2 separate regions of the Mus musculus genome follow, and region 2 is linked to region 1. Evidence: chromatin contacts called from public promoter capture Hi-C data. All regions are on one chromosome and are shown on one strand. Each heading gives the region's core, a stretch centred on a gene start, on an enhancer-like site or on the middle of the called end of the contact. The rest is flanking DNA. Distances are from core to core; before and after follow the strand shown. Region 1 holds the start of Nme1 (NME/NM23 nucleoside diphosphate kinase 1). Region 2 holds the start of Abcc3 (ATP-binding cassette, sub-family C (CFTR/MRP), member 3).

Evidence for each region. Capture Hi-C pulls out chosen DNA fragments and counts their contacts.
Region 2: a promoter capture Hi-C map of liver shows a contact between it and region 1. The contact joins the promoter of Abcc3 here to the promoter of Nme1 in region 1. A contact is called at or near these places in 4 of 39 promoter capture datasets (the SN4741 cell line, liver, maxillary cranial neural crest and 1 more), 5 of 484 Hi-C or Micro-C datasets (the G1E-ER4 cell line, embryonic stem cells, palatal mesenchyme and 1 more) and 1 of 9 other capture datasets (liver).

Annotation. Positions count from the first base shown.
Region 1 is chr11:93,966,423-93,972,352 of GRCm38.p6, forward strand. Nme1 (NME/NM23 nucleoside diphosphate kinase 1) reads right to left here and starts at 1,850. Exons shown (of 5, transcript NM_008704.3): 1 at 1,799-1,850. It overlaps Gm35198 (a long non-coding RNA gene), which reads left to right and starts at 2,083. Exons shown (of 3, transcript XR_388959.3): 1 at 2,083-2,239.
Region 2 is chr11:94,389,436-94,395,373 of GRCm38.p6, forward strand. Abcc3 (ATP-binding cassette, sub-family C (CFTR/MRP), member 3) reads right to left here and starts at 3,555. Exons shown (of 31, transcript NM_001363187.1): 1 at 3,436-3,555. The coding sequence starts at 3,480.

The DNA of each region.
Region 1 (5,930 bases), core at 600-3,099:
GAGTTCGAGGCCAGCCTGGTCTACAAAATGAGTTCCAGAGAAACCCTGTCTCGAAAAACCAAAAACGAAAAAAAAAAAAAAAGTTTTAGAGAATATGTCACGACAACCATCTTTGGTTTTTACAAAGAATGAGATTTCCCAGCCCTGTGCAATTTGGGACACTTCTCAGGATGCAATGAGAAAAGCCAAGCCTGAGGATACATGCCAGTAATTATATCCCTAGGAAGGCTAAGGCAAAAGGGAAAAAAAAAAAAAATCAGACCAGCCTGGGCAACATAAGAGCCTGACTCAAAAAGCAAAGCAAAGCATAAAAAAAGAAAAGAAGGAAGAAAGAAAGAAAAGCAAGAAAGAAAGAAAAGGAAAAAAGAAAAGAAGAAAATGGGAAAGCAAACAAACAATGACTATGTTCTATCATAGATTGGGGAGGGACTCAGAAGGCCCAAGGCCTTATCCCTGCCTTGGGAGCTATTGGCAATTATTGGCAATTAAGGGGGGGGGGGCACTCTTCACTGATGTAGCCATGGGTAAACTGTCCATGCCACAGCAAATAACTCCTCTATCCATCAAGCAAGCAACTCCAATTAAACTCATTCAAACACACACAAACACACACACAGAGAGAAAAAATATAAGACATGAAAGTAGGAGAGAACTTGTTGGAAGAATTCAGGCTAGATGAGAGAGTGTAAGGGGAGAGGGTGAAATGACTAAATATATCACATACATGTAGAAAATTGTCAGAGAATAAAAAGATAAAAACTTGAAAGTCCATTATGTAAGACTAGCAATTAACATTTATTAAATTACATATTATGGGGAAAGGGCAATGAGTATTGTAACTAACCAATGAACTGTGGATTATGAGAAAAACCACAGCCCAATACCTAACATGGGGCATCATCCAGGAAGAAGACACCTGGAGAACATCCATTCCAGAATGTTCCATTTCCAGGGTACACTGCCTCACAAGATGAAAGGAGACTCCACCTTGAAAGACGATACCTAAGAGGACAGCAACACCGGCTCCTGGCTCTGTCTTTCTAAACTTGGGTTCACCTCTAATTTTATACCCTAAGAATGAGGCCTGAGCCAGCTAGACGGCCTAGCAGACCTTGAGTTGTACTACAAGCATGTGTTGGGTCCCACGAACCCGCTCCACAAAATTACCTTCTGGGGTTCACATGTGAGCTAGGGCATGCATGAACCTTTGCATGATCATTTTTGTTCCTGACTTCCTGTCCCTCTCGCCTGCCCGGTCTGTAAGCCAGTCCACCTATCTTTGATACCAAACCACGGGGTCTCGCAGTCAATAGGAGCAAAGAGCAGGCCTTAAGTGGCAATCGCGCCCCCCATAAAGAGAAAGACAGAAGCCACAGACTAGCTGGAGAATGTCTGAAGGAAAGATTATTCAGAAATGGCTGAAACATCCTCTATGAAAGCCTCTGCATACCGATCTCTCTTTCTTTCTCTCTTCACTCACATTCACACACACAGAGAGTGTCATTCATTCATTCAGCAAGCACCACCCGAGTACCAACTCTGTGCCCAACAGCGGACTGGAAAGAGAATAAGGCATAGCCCTGCCGCGAGCCGGACAGGAACTGCGGCCACGGACAAAGGCGAGCCCACGTGGCGTATCAAGCTGACAGGTCTGTACCTGGCCACAGCCTGCCATCTCCCTGCCTGCCATCTCCCTAACACCCCGCGGAGAGTGCACCCTTTAGTGAACGCCCACCTCCCTCCCCATTCACCTAAACCCTCAACTTGTCTCCTTGACTCTCAACTTGACCCCTCTTACCCCTTCAGATGACAAGGCTTTACCGCCGGCTGCGACTGCCCGCACCGGAAACGCTCCCCGGCCTCACGTGGTTCCCCGCAGCTGCTCGCACGGAACCTTTTCGGACAGTTCCGATTCAGGGGAGCCCTTTTAGCGGTACACCGCCGGTCCCCGCTTCTTCTGGGGAGTCGGATGTCATTCTAGGGAGCACTCGCCCAGTGTTTAACTTCCGACACTGGGTGTGGTGTTTTGGATTTTTTTACCCCCCCTGTCTGGCGGCCATCTTCTGTTTCTCCCCTACGGCTGCCTGTGACTCACTTCCTCCGTTCCCGAGAAAATCTAGTTTTTCCCGACAGGTGGCGCTCACACTGCATGAAGTCACAACTAGAGCTTCAGTGGCCGTGTCATTCCACCTTCCCTTCATTCTGTCAAGCAACAAATGTACTGAATCCTATGTGCCGGGTAGGAACATTCTAGAGCCTAGGGTTGAAGTTTACTTGGGAGCTTACTAGTAGGGTTGAGAATTGCGACAATAAAGAGAAAATTGATAGTGAACACACAGTGCAAGTGCTGATAAGAAAGAACAGAGCAGGGGGAAAAAATTAAGGCTGAGAAATCTCTGCAGAAGTGATAATCAAAAGGACCTACATGAAGGGAGAAAGCCCGTTATTACCTGAGAGCCAAGAATTATAGTGAATACCTGATGGTAGGAAACGCGGGAGGAGGGTTTTATTATTGTTGTTATTATTGTATGTAGGGTCTCATTATGTAACTCTGACTTTTCTGGAACTCACTGTGTAGATCAGGCTGGCCATGACCTCGCAGAGACTCCCTCTTAGTCTGCCTCCCGAGTTCTGGGATTAAAGGCATAACCACATCCGGCATTATTTATTTGTTTGCTTATTAAGATGTATTTATTTTATGTATGAGTGCTCTATCTGCATGTATACCTGCAGGCCAGAAAAAGGCATCAGATCCCATTATAGATGATTGTGAGCCACTACGTGACTGCTGGGGATTAAACTCAGGACCTCTGGAAGAGTAGACAGTGCTCTTCATCATTGAGCCATCTCTCCAGCCTCTTATTATTTATTTACATGTACACGCGTATGTCAGTGTATGAAGTGGTCAGTTCCAATGGCGGTGGAGTTACAAACAGTTGCGAGTGATCTGATGTGAGTGCTAGGAACGGAACTTGGGTCCTCTGCAAGGACAGTGTGTGCTTCATAGCCACTGGACCAGCTTGCCAGCCCAGATGATGTGTTTGTTTGCTTGCTTGCTTTTTTTGTTTTGTTTTTTGTCTTTTGTTTTTAATGAAATGGAGGGACTGGGGTGTTGGTCAAATGAGAAGGGCCTTGCCTGATGAATTCACAGCACTGGGAAGGCTGAAGCAGGATCATCAAGACTTAGAGGCCACCAGGATGACATAGAGAGAATATGTCTCTCAAAAAAACAGGCAGGTTAAAGAGCTCTGTGATTTCAAGACAAGCCTGATCTATATAGTGAATTACAGGCTAGTCAGCACAACTTAGCAAAAGCTTATCTCAAGCAAAACAAAGCAAAACAAACAAACAAAAAAGAGTCAAACACACATAGTCTAATTATAAAATGGGCAAAAGACAAGAATAGACTTTTCACAGGCAGAATATGCAGGGGGTGTGGAGGAGGAAAAGAAAAGCTATTGTCTCTAGCTCGGTGGGTAGAATGTTTGCTTGGCATGCACAGAGCCTTAGGTTGAATCCCCAACTTTACTTAGATTGGGTGTAGTTTCACAGGCCTGTAATCCCAGCACATCCAAGGTAGGTCAAAAGTTCAAGGTCATCCTAAGCTACACAGTAAGTTTGAAGTCTGCCTAGACTATAAAAGACTGATTTGAGAAGAAAAAGGGGGGTGGGGGGGGCTGGCAAGATGGCCCAACAGGTAATAGCACTGACTGCTCTTCTAAAGTCCTGAGTTCAAATCCCAGCAACCACATTATGGCTCACAACCACCTGTAGTGAGATCTAATGAGTCAGCTACAGTGTATTTATGTATAATAATAAATAAATCTTTATGCCGGACTGAGCAAGCAGACTTGATTGGAGCGAGTGGGGCTACTGCAGTGAGGAGAGGTCTGAAAAATTCAATTCCCAACAACCACTTGAAGGCTCACAACCATCTGTACAGCTACAGTGTACTCACATCCCTAAAATAAATAAATAATTCTTTTTTAAAAAGAAGAAGAAAGGAAAAAAAAAAAAAAAACCAGACATGGTAGCTCATACCTATGATCCCAGAACCTTCAGGGCTGAAGAACAGATAACCTTGAATTCAAGGCCAGTTTTACTTATGTATGGGTTTCCAGACTATGCATGTGCGCACACGCACACACACACACATGTTTAACTTCATTAGCCATTAGAGAGATATGAATTAAATCCGTGATGAGTTATCAGTACACTTGTAAAGATAGGAAAGTAAACTATAGCAACCACTTTCAGCTTTTGGGAAGCTAAATCAAGAGAGCTAAACATGTAAGGCTAGCCTGAACTACAACAGCAAGAATGTGCCTTAAAGCTGGGTATGATAAGGGCAGGAAAATCAAGAGCTCAAGGTCATCCTATGCCACTTAACGAATCTGAAATCCGCTTAGATTACATAGCACCCTATCTTGAAAAATAAAATTTTTAAAAAGGAGGGGCCAGTGATGATAACACTAAATATTATTGATGAGGTGAAATAGGATTTAGATTATTAATTAGAATTTAAATTATTCTGACTGAAAAAAAATTCGCTTGCTGGCTGAGGATACAGAACATTAGTAGAGCATATACAGAACCCTGAGCCCAATCTTAAAATGAGAAAAAGGAAAATTGACCTGCAGTCCCGGGTACTCGATAACACTAAATATTATTGATGAGGTGAAATAGGATTTAGATTATTAATTGGAATTTAAATTATTCTGACTGAAAAAAAAAATTTGCTTGCTGGCTGAGGATACAGAACATTAGTAGAGCATATACAGAACCCTGAGCCCAATCTTAAAATGAGAAAAAGGAAAATTGACCTGCAGTCCCGGGTACTCTGGATGCTGAAGCAAAAGAATCATGCTAGGTCAGGAGTTCAGGGCCAGCCTAGGAAACAGTGAGAATCTCATCTCTGAAAACAAGGAAAGACCTAGATTATAGCAAAAATTAAATACTGTATTATTTCATTCATGTGGCATTCTTTTGGTGTGGTAGATCAGATCTAGGGTCTCATAAATACTAAGTATATATGCTACCACTAAGCTACATATATCTTCAGCCTGTATAAAACATTGTTAAATAACAAGAAATTGGGAACGAATTAGTGGTTACCAGGAGTTAGGGATAAATACAGGGTACAAATATGTCTCCATAAAGAGGTAATCTAAGGAAATCCTGGAATAAATGATTGGGGGATTGAGACTATGGTGCCCAGGCTAACTCAGTCTCTTGAGTGCTAGAACTATTGGTATGAGCCACTATGCCTAGCCTATTTCAGAAAACATGAGTTGTTGCTTCTGGTTGGTTGGTTAGTTAGTTAGTTAGTTAGTTAATTGTTGGTTTTGTGTATGTGTGGTTTGTTTGGAAACGGCCTCAAGTAGATCAGGCTGGCTCAAGTGTATTATGTTGCTGGCCTAGTTCTGTATCTTGAGTGTGATGGCAATTGCTCAAATGTACATGTTGAAAGGTCGGCTAAGGAACTTTGGGAAGGTCATGAAACACTTGCCCCTCCAGAAGGGAGAGGTTAATTAACACTCCTCAGACTACAGGGCTGGAACTGACCTACCGGTGGGAACACATTCCTAAAGATGGACCTTTGCCCACCTCAGACAAGGGAAGTCCTTGTCACCTCATTCCCTAAAGACCAATCAATTTAAAGGGTGCACTGTTCCGCCAATCATATTGTGCCTAGTTGCTGATGCTCTAGTCCACCCCTAGAAACCCTGTAAAAACTTGCTGAATGGGCACCGGAGGGTCGCTTCCTTCGTGTCTGGGATGATCCAGTGCACTGGAACAATAAATTCCTCTTGCTTTTTGCATCGATCCCGGCTCCACGTGGTTCACTCAGGGGTCCCCAGTAAGCTAAGGCTCTCTGGAGTCTTACAATGTGTAACAAAGTTCTGAGAAGTCATAAATATGTGACTTAA
Region 2 (5,938 bases), core at 2,305-4,804, 420 kb after region 1:
TTAAAAGCGTGTGCTAACACTGCCAGGCTTTGTTTTTGAGATAGGATCTCATGTAATCTAGGCTGACCTCAAATTTGCTGCATAGCTAGGGGCTATCCTGTTCTGATTCTCCTGCCTCTACCTCGCAAGTATGATATCATAAGCATGTGCTACCATGTCCTGTTTGTTCTTTGAGACAGAGTCTTCCTCTGGACTACTTCTTTCGGAGCTTCTTTTCACACAAATTTAAGGTGTACTCTGAGATGTTGATAATATGCCCAAAGAGATGGGGACAGGGAGTGTGAAGGAGACATGTCATGGCACCTAGCATGTGGTGCGTGTGAACATACAGGTGTAGGTGTGTCTACAGGATCACAAGTCCCCAGATTGACACTCATAGGGGGACTGAGGCTGAAACTGTAGCAGGCATTAGCTTCCTGCTCTCCTGCTGGAGCCGAGCCTCTGTCCCAGCAGCCTGCCAACTCTTTGCTCGAAGGACCATGGCTTTAAACACATGGCAGTCTGACCTCATTCCTCGCTGTCTTCCCACCAGTCAACAGGATTAGCTGGGCCTGCCAACAGAGCTTCTTGCTTCTCAACTTAATTTCACATTCTCTATTTCATTTGATCACCATAAAAATCTTGCAAGGTAAGCAGCAGGTGGCTCATTTCCTCATCTCACAGGTGAAGAAAGGCCATCAGAAGCTAGGGAAAGTCTAAGTAAACAAGGGGCCCAGTCCCTTTTCTTCTCTGTTTGGTTTTTCCCTGGCTACTCCCAGTTACTCCTCACCACGGCTCCTAAGGTTCAAAGGTATAGCTGAATTATATATGATGCAAATGAGATGCAAAGTAGCATACAAAAAAAAAAAAAAAAGAGTAACCCAGAAAGTCAGCCTTTTGAGTAACTGAGCTGTAGCTTAGGCTTCAGCCTCCTAACCGGAGACCCTTCCACATCTTAGCTCTGCAACACCCCCCTCACTCCCCAGGGCTGAACTATGCAAAGCTTGCTGCTTTCTCACACCCCAACATGAAGCCACTGACAAGTGCAACCAGTAATGGTCTTTAGAAGCCAAGATCACCTGGAGGATCATTTCAGTCTGGGATGGGCAGAGGTGTAGTCGGTTCCCCCTCCCACCCCCGTGCCCCCCATCATTGAAGACATCGAAGCATAGAGACAACCCCCACTCCAAAGGGCCACAGTAGAGATGAGATCCAACCCACATAGCCTCAGGCACAGTACTATGTTCCAGGGCTGGGGTGCCTGAGGCTCAAAAGTGCAGCCAGACGTGGGAAGATTGGCACTATGACACGGGCCAATCTTAGTCCAGTACTCTGGAACAAAATGGTGATCTTGCCACTGCTATACCAGCCAGGTGTCACCCCAAGTCTCTACCTTGAAAGATTGGTTTAGCTAAGCCCCTGTGTTGCATATCCCTGACTTCGGACAGGTTTCTATCTCCAGCCTCTGGGGCGCAATGCCTTGGGAAGTTCTAATTACTCAAGGCTTCATTGACGACCAGGAAGGTTGCACCTGAAACTTGGCACACCCTTCCTCCTGTTTATCACCTTTTTTTTTTTTTTTTTTTTTTTGCCTAGTCACTGTGATCATTACCATGCCACAGTCACGCCTGGCAAGTCCAAGTGAGCAGAGAAGAGAAGCTCGCCCATACGCCAGTGTATTCCCTCTGGACCTCAGAGGAGAGTGGCCACTCCAGTCTAGATGATGGGGGCACTCCTCATGGTTTGAGCTAGAACCAGTTAGTGACCCAAAGGAAAAGGATAGTCTCCAAGAAGCACTTTTAATTTTTTCTTTTTGTTGTTTGTTTGGAAATGAAGTCTCATGTGTCTCAGGCTGGCCTTGGTACTTGCCCTGTAGCCAAGGATAACCTGGAATTTCTGGTTCTATTTCCAGCTCCTAAATACTGGATGACAGGCTGTGCAGCCACATTCAGCTTCTTGGCATTGCGAGGCTGGAAGCGGAGGAGAACTCAGGACCTTTCACTTCTCTCAAGTCCATGTTACACTTTGTGCCCAGCCCAGTCCGAGATACCTTAAATGACAACACTGGAGTGTGGCTCTTGACTTTCACATGCCTGTTCACACACAGACACACAGCACACGTTTGTGCAAAACAGCTCACCCGCATCCCTGCACACGCACATCTGCACACACCGGATGCATATACACAAATACTCGTCATGGAAGAAACACAGACTGGGATTCGGATTCTAGATTTGAAACCAGACAAGGGCGGGCAACCCCTGGGTAATGAGAAAGTAGCCCCGTGTCACACTCTGCCTGTGAGGCTGAGATTGTGTCCCCAGTTGCTTTGCCTGGTGGAGGAACAAGTGCTGAGGCTGCACACACTTCAGACGCTTAAGATGACTGATACAAGGATTTGAGGAGAGACACAGAAAGTTACCTTTCTGCACTGAGCTTGTGCGCGTGCGCACATACCATACCCTCACGGTACTGTGTTTTGAGCCCAGTCTCCTGCATATCAGGCAAGCGCCACGCCCCTGAGCTATAACCCCAGTACAAAAGACCTGCTTTAACTTACTTTATTTTTATCTGGTTTCGTGGAATTGGTGTTTTGGCACAATTCCTTACCTCTCTAGACCCCCATTTCCCTTATCTATCAATGGAAAGGTTTGGGCTTGGACACCTCAGTTCTCCCTCTCCTCTCCTCTCCTCTCCTCTCCTCTCCTCTCCTCTCCTCTCCTCTCCTCTCCTCTCCTCTCCTCTCCTCTCCTCTCCTCTCCTCTCCTCTCCTCTCCTCTCTCTCTCCTCTCTCTCTCTCTCCTCTCTCCTCTCTCTCTCTCATATGTCCTGGGTGTAGATAGGGTCTCCTCACAGACCTGCAGGTGGATCTTGCTCACAGAAACAGTAGCCTCCCAAAACAGGGCCTGGAAGGTCTAGCTGTACCAAGTCCTGACGGATCAGGGCTCTGGATGCCCTAGGGTATAGGCAAGGAAGATTGGATGAACAACCAAGGCACAGTTACTGGGTCGGGTCCAGTGGAGGTGGGGTCGGGTGGATTCATTCATTAGGGATGCAGGCAAAATACAAAGTGTTCTTCTATGCAAAACGCAAAAAGTCCCTGGGATCCACCAGACAGAGAGACTTACACCAACAGGCAAGCGCCTGAGCTTCCCTATTCTTGGCGCCCTGCAACTACAGATTCCAGGAGCCTCCTTTCTGCCTAGCTTCTCCCCGCGGTAGGTCAAGGCACAGCCGTGGCTATACATCCTTCTGCGCCCATTCTTCCCCCTTTGGAGCTTAGACCCTCCCAGGTCTGACTATGCACATCCGCCTTTCCAGGGCATCAGCTGCTGCTCCCGCACTCCGCACTCCGGAGGTGCGTCCTCCGGAAGGCTGTGTTGGGGCGAGAGACCAGACATCCCACGGTTGACACCTACTTCCTCCGTAGCACGGATACCAAGAGACGCTTCTTACCCAGAACTTGGAGCCCAGCTCTCCGGAGCCGCACAGGCGGTCCATGTGGCTCTGGTGCACCGCAGGACTTGGAATCTCAGTTCAGCTCAGCCCCAGCAGATCTGCCCCGGAACCGCCTCTGACTCCCTGCTCCATAGGCACTCCTCCCCGCCCCGCCCTCAGGCCCTCTGGGTCAAGTTCTCCCTGTCCCCAGCGATTGCAACACAGCCTTGGTAAAAGTGCTGGTACCTAAAGGATAATGTAAGAAAGGGACAGTAGAGTAAGGATGGGTAATTAATTGACTGTACTAGTCCCTGAGCTTATAGACCCCGAAGCTGATGGACGTGAGAATGAGTCTCACTGTAAAAGAAGTCCTTTCTAAAGGTAGGGTCATTTCTGGCTTTATATATAAATAGGAGATCATTGTCTATAGTATGTGAAGTGCTCGTGAGCCTAGTCTCTTTCTTCATACGTTACCAGAGAACTGAGACCAGCACATTTATGTGATGTGTCTATGCACATGTGTACAGCAGGGGAGTGGGGCATGAAGTTGGTCCTAGTACCAAATAGATGGGTGTATGACTTCCCTGTGGTCCCCTTAAGTTGCTGCCTTCTCAGGTTCTGTGGCTCCCGTGTCTTGCCCAGGGCACTTCTCTTCCCCACTTTTGCACTGGTGAAGTATGGATCACCATAATAGAATCCTTCACACTGAGTTTTCTGAGGATTCAACAGAAAAAACAAAACAAAACAAAACAAACTATAACCCGCATGGACTACATGTAATACCCAACCTAGGTTAATTCTAGTGAGGCCTCAGGAAAATCCCTCACTAACACCTTGACCCTTTGTTGTTGCTGTCATGGCTTTTTTTTTTTTTTTTTTTTTTTTTTTTTTTTTTTTGGCTTTTCGAGAAACCACAGGGTTTCTCTGTGTAGCCCTGGCTGCCCTGGAAATCACTTTGTAGACCAGGCTGGCCTCGAGCTCAGAAATCCACCTGCCTCTGCCTCCCAAGTGCTGGGATTAAAGGCGAGTGCCACCACACCCGGCTCACTGTTATGTTTTTTTGTTTGTTTAAGACAGAGTTTCTCTGAATAGCCTTGGCTACCCTTGAACTCACTCTGTAGACCAAGCTGGCCTCGACCTCAGAGACCTGCTTGCCTGTGCCTCCCAAGGGCTGGGATTAAAGGCGTGCACCCGTGTCTTAACGCTGAGCCTCCACATTGTCAGTCTGTAAAATGGCCTTCCCAGCTTGGCTACGCTGGGTTCCCCTCCTTCTCTCTCTTCCCTGATACGATCCCAACTCACCCACACCTCTCTGGAGTGAGCAGAAATCCTCTTGGTCTAATTTACCCCTGTCTCTATCTGCAAGCTCTTGGTGTGTGTGTGTGTGTGTGTGTGTGTGTGTGTGTGTGGTTGGCATTTGTTTCCCAGTCAGGACAGGGTATTTTTAGCCTCCTGAAGGCGTTGGAGGGACCCGGTAGGACAGTGTAGACCATCCGTTACCCCTCTGGGCAGGCACGAAGTACTGGAAGCCAGATTAGGGAGAAGCTAGTAGAGTGGGGGTGGGACAGTTAGTCACCTGTTCGATTTCTCTCCTCCCTCTGCCCCTTTCTCTCCCATCCTGTCTTCCTCCAACCTCTGTACAGAAGACTTCGTGGAGCTTCCGTAACTTGTCAGCGTGCCCTTGGTTACACTTCTGTGTGAAGACTCTGGAAGGTCCTCAAAGCAGCCAGCAGTCATGCCTACCTCCCCTCCATGCCTCAGGTAGTATCTATAGTACCCTATGTAACCGTGACAGGCTCCTCATGTCTCTGGGACCAGTTTCATGGACAAAGTGAGTTAGCAAAGGACCACGGAAGCCCCTTTCCTACCCTGTAGTCTAGGCATCTAAGATCAAAGCATCTGAACCAATCTCTGAGCCTTCCGCTAACCTTGAACATGACTTTCCCAGCACCCCTCCATGGCATTTTACTACTGGGCTTTCTCTTGGAGTCGGGCCATGGATAAAACCCACCAGTGTGATTCTGAGCTTGAGGAGACTAAGGGACCTTCCTCTGGAATCCTTTAGGAAGATGAGCCTCCCCCAACCCCAGTTAACCCTTCTCATTCCCTGAGACCTTCCAGCTCAAGGTCAGCGTGAAGTTCTTTTGTTAGGCCTCCAATTTGAGAGCAGGAATCTGGGTGCAGCACTGGAGCAAAGCACCCTCTTCCATGACATCAGCCTTTCCATCCTTTCTGCCTTCTCTGGTCTCTCCAAAGTCATGATGCACTCCTTGGTGATCCTTGCCTTCCCCTCCCTCTGGAAATGTTGGGGTGCACTCCTACTGGCCTCTTATGGAATGTGGTCTCTCTTTTTTCCCCCCATGTTCCTTGAAGAACAAGCATAGTGTGTTAGCGTTGGTCTCGAGTGTTGTGTGTTCAGGTGCTGAGTTCTGTACCACAAGATCAAGTTACAGTTCAGAGATAGGCATTGTAATGACCGGTATGCTGTAAAGAATGCTCCCCAATGATCTCTGATTGGCTA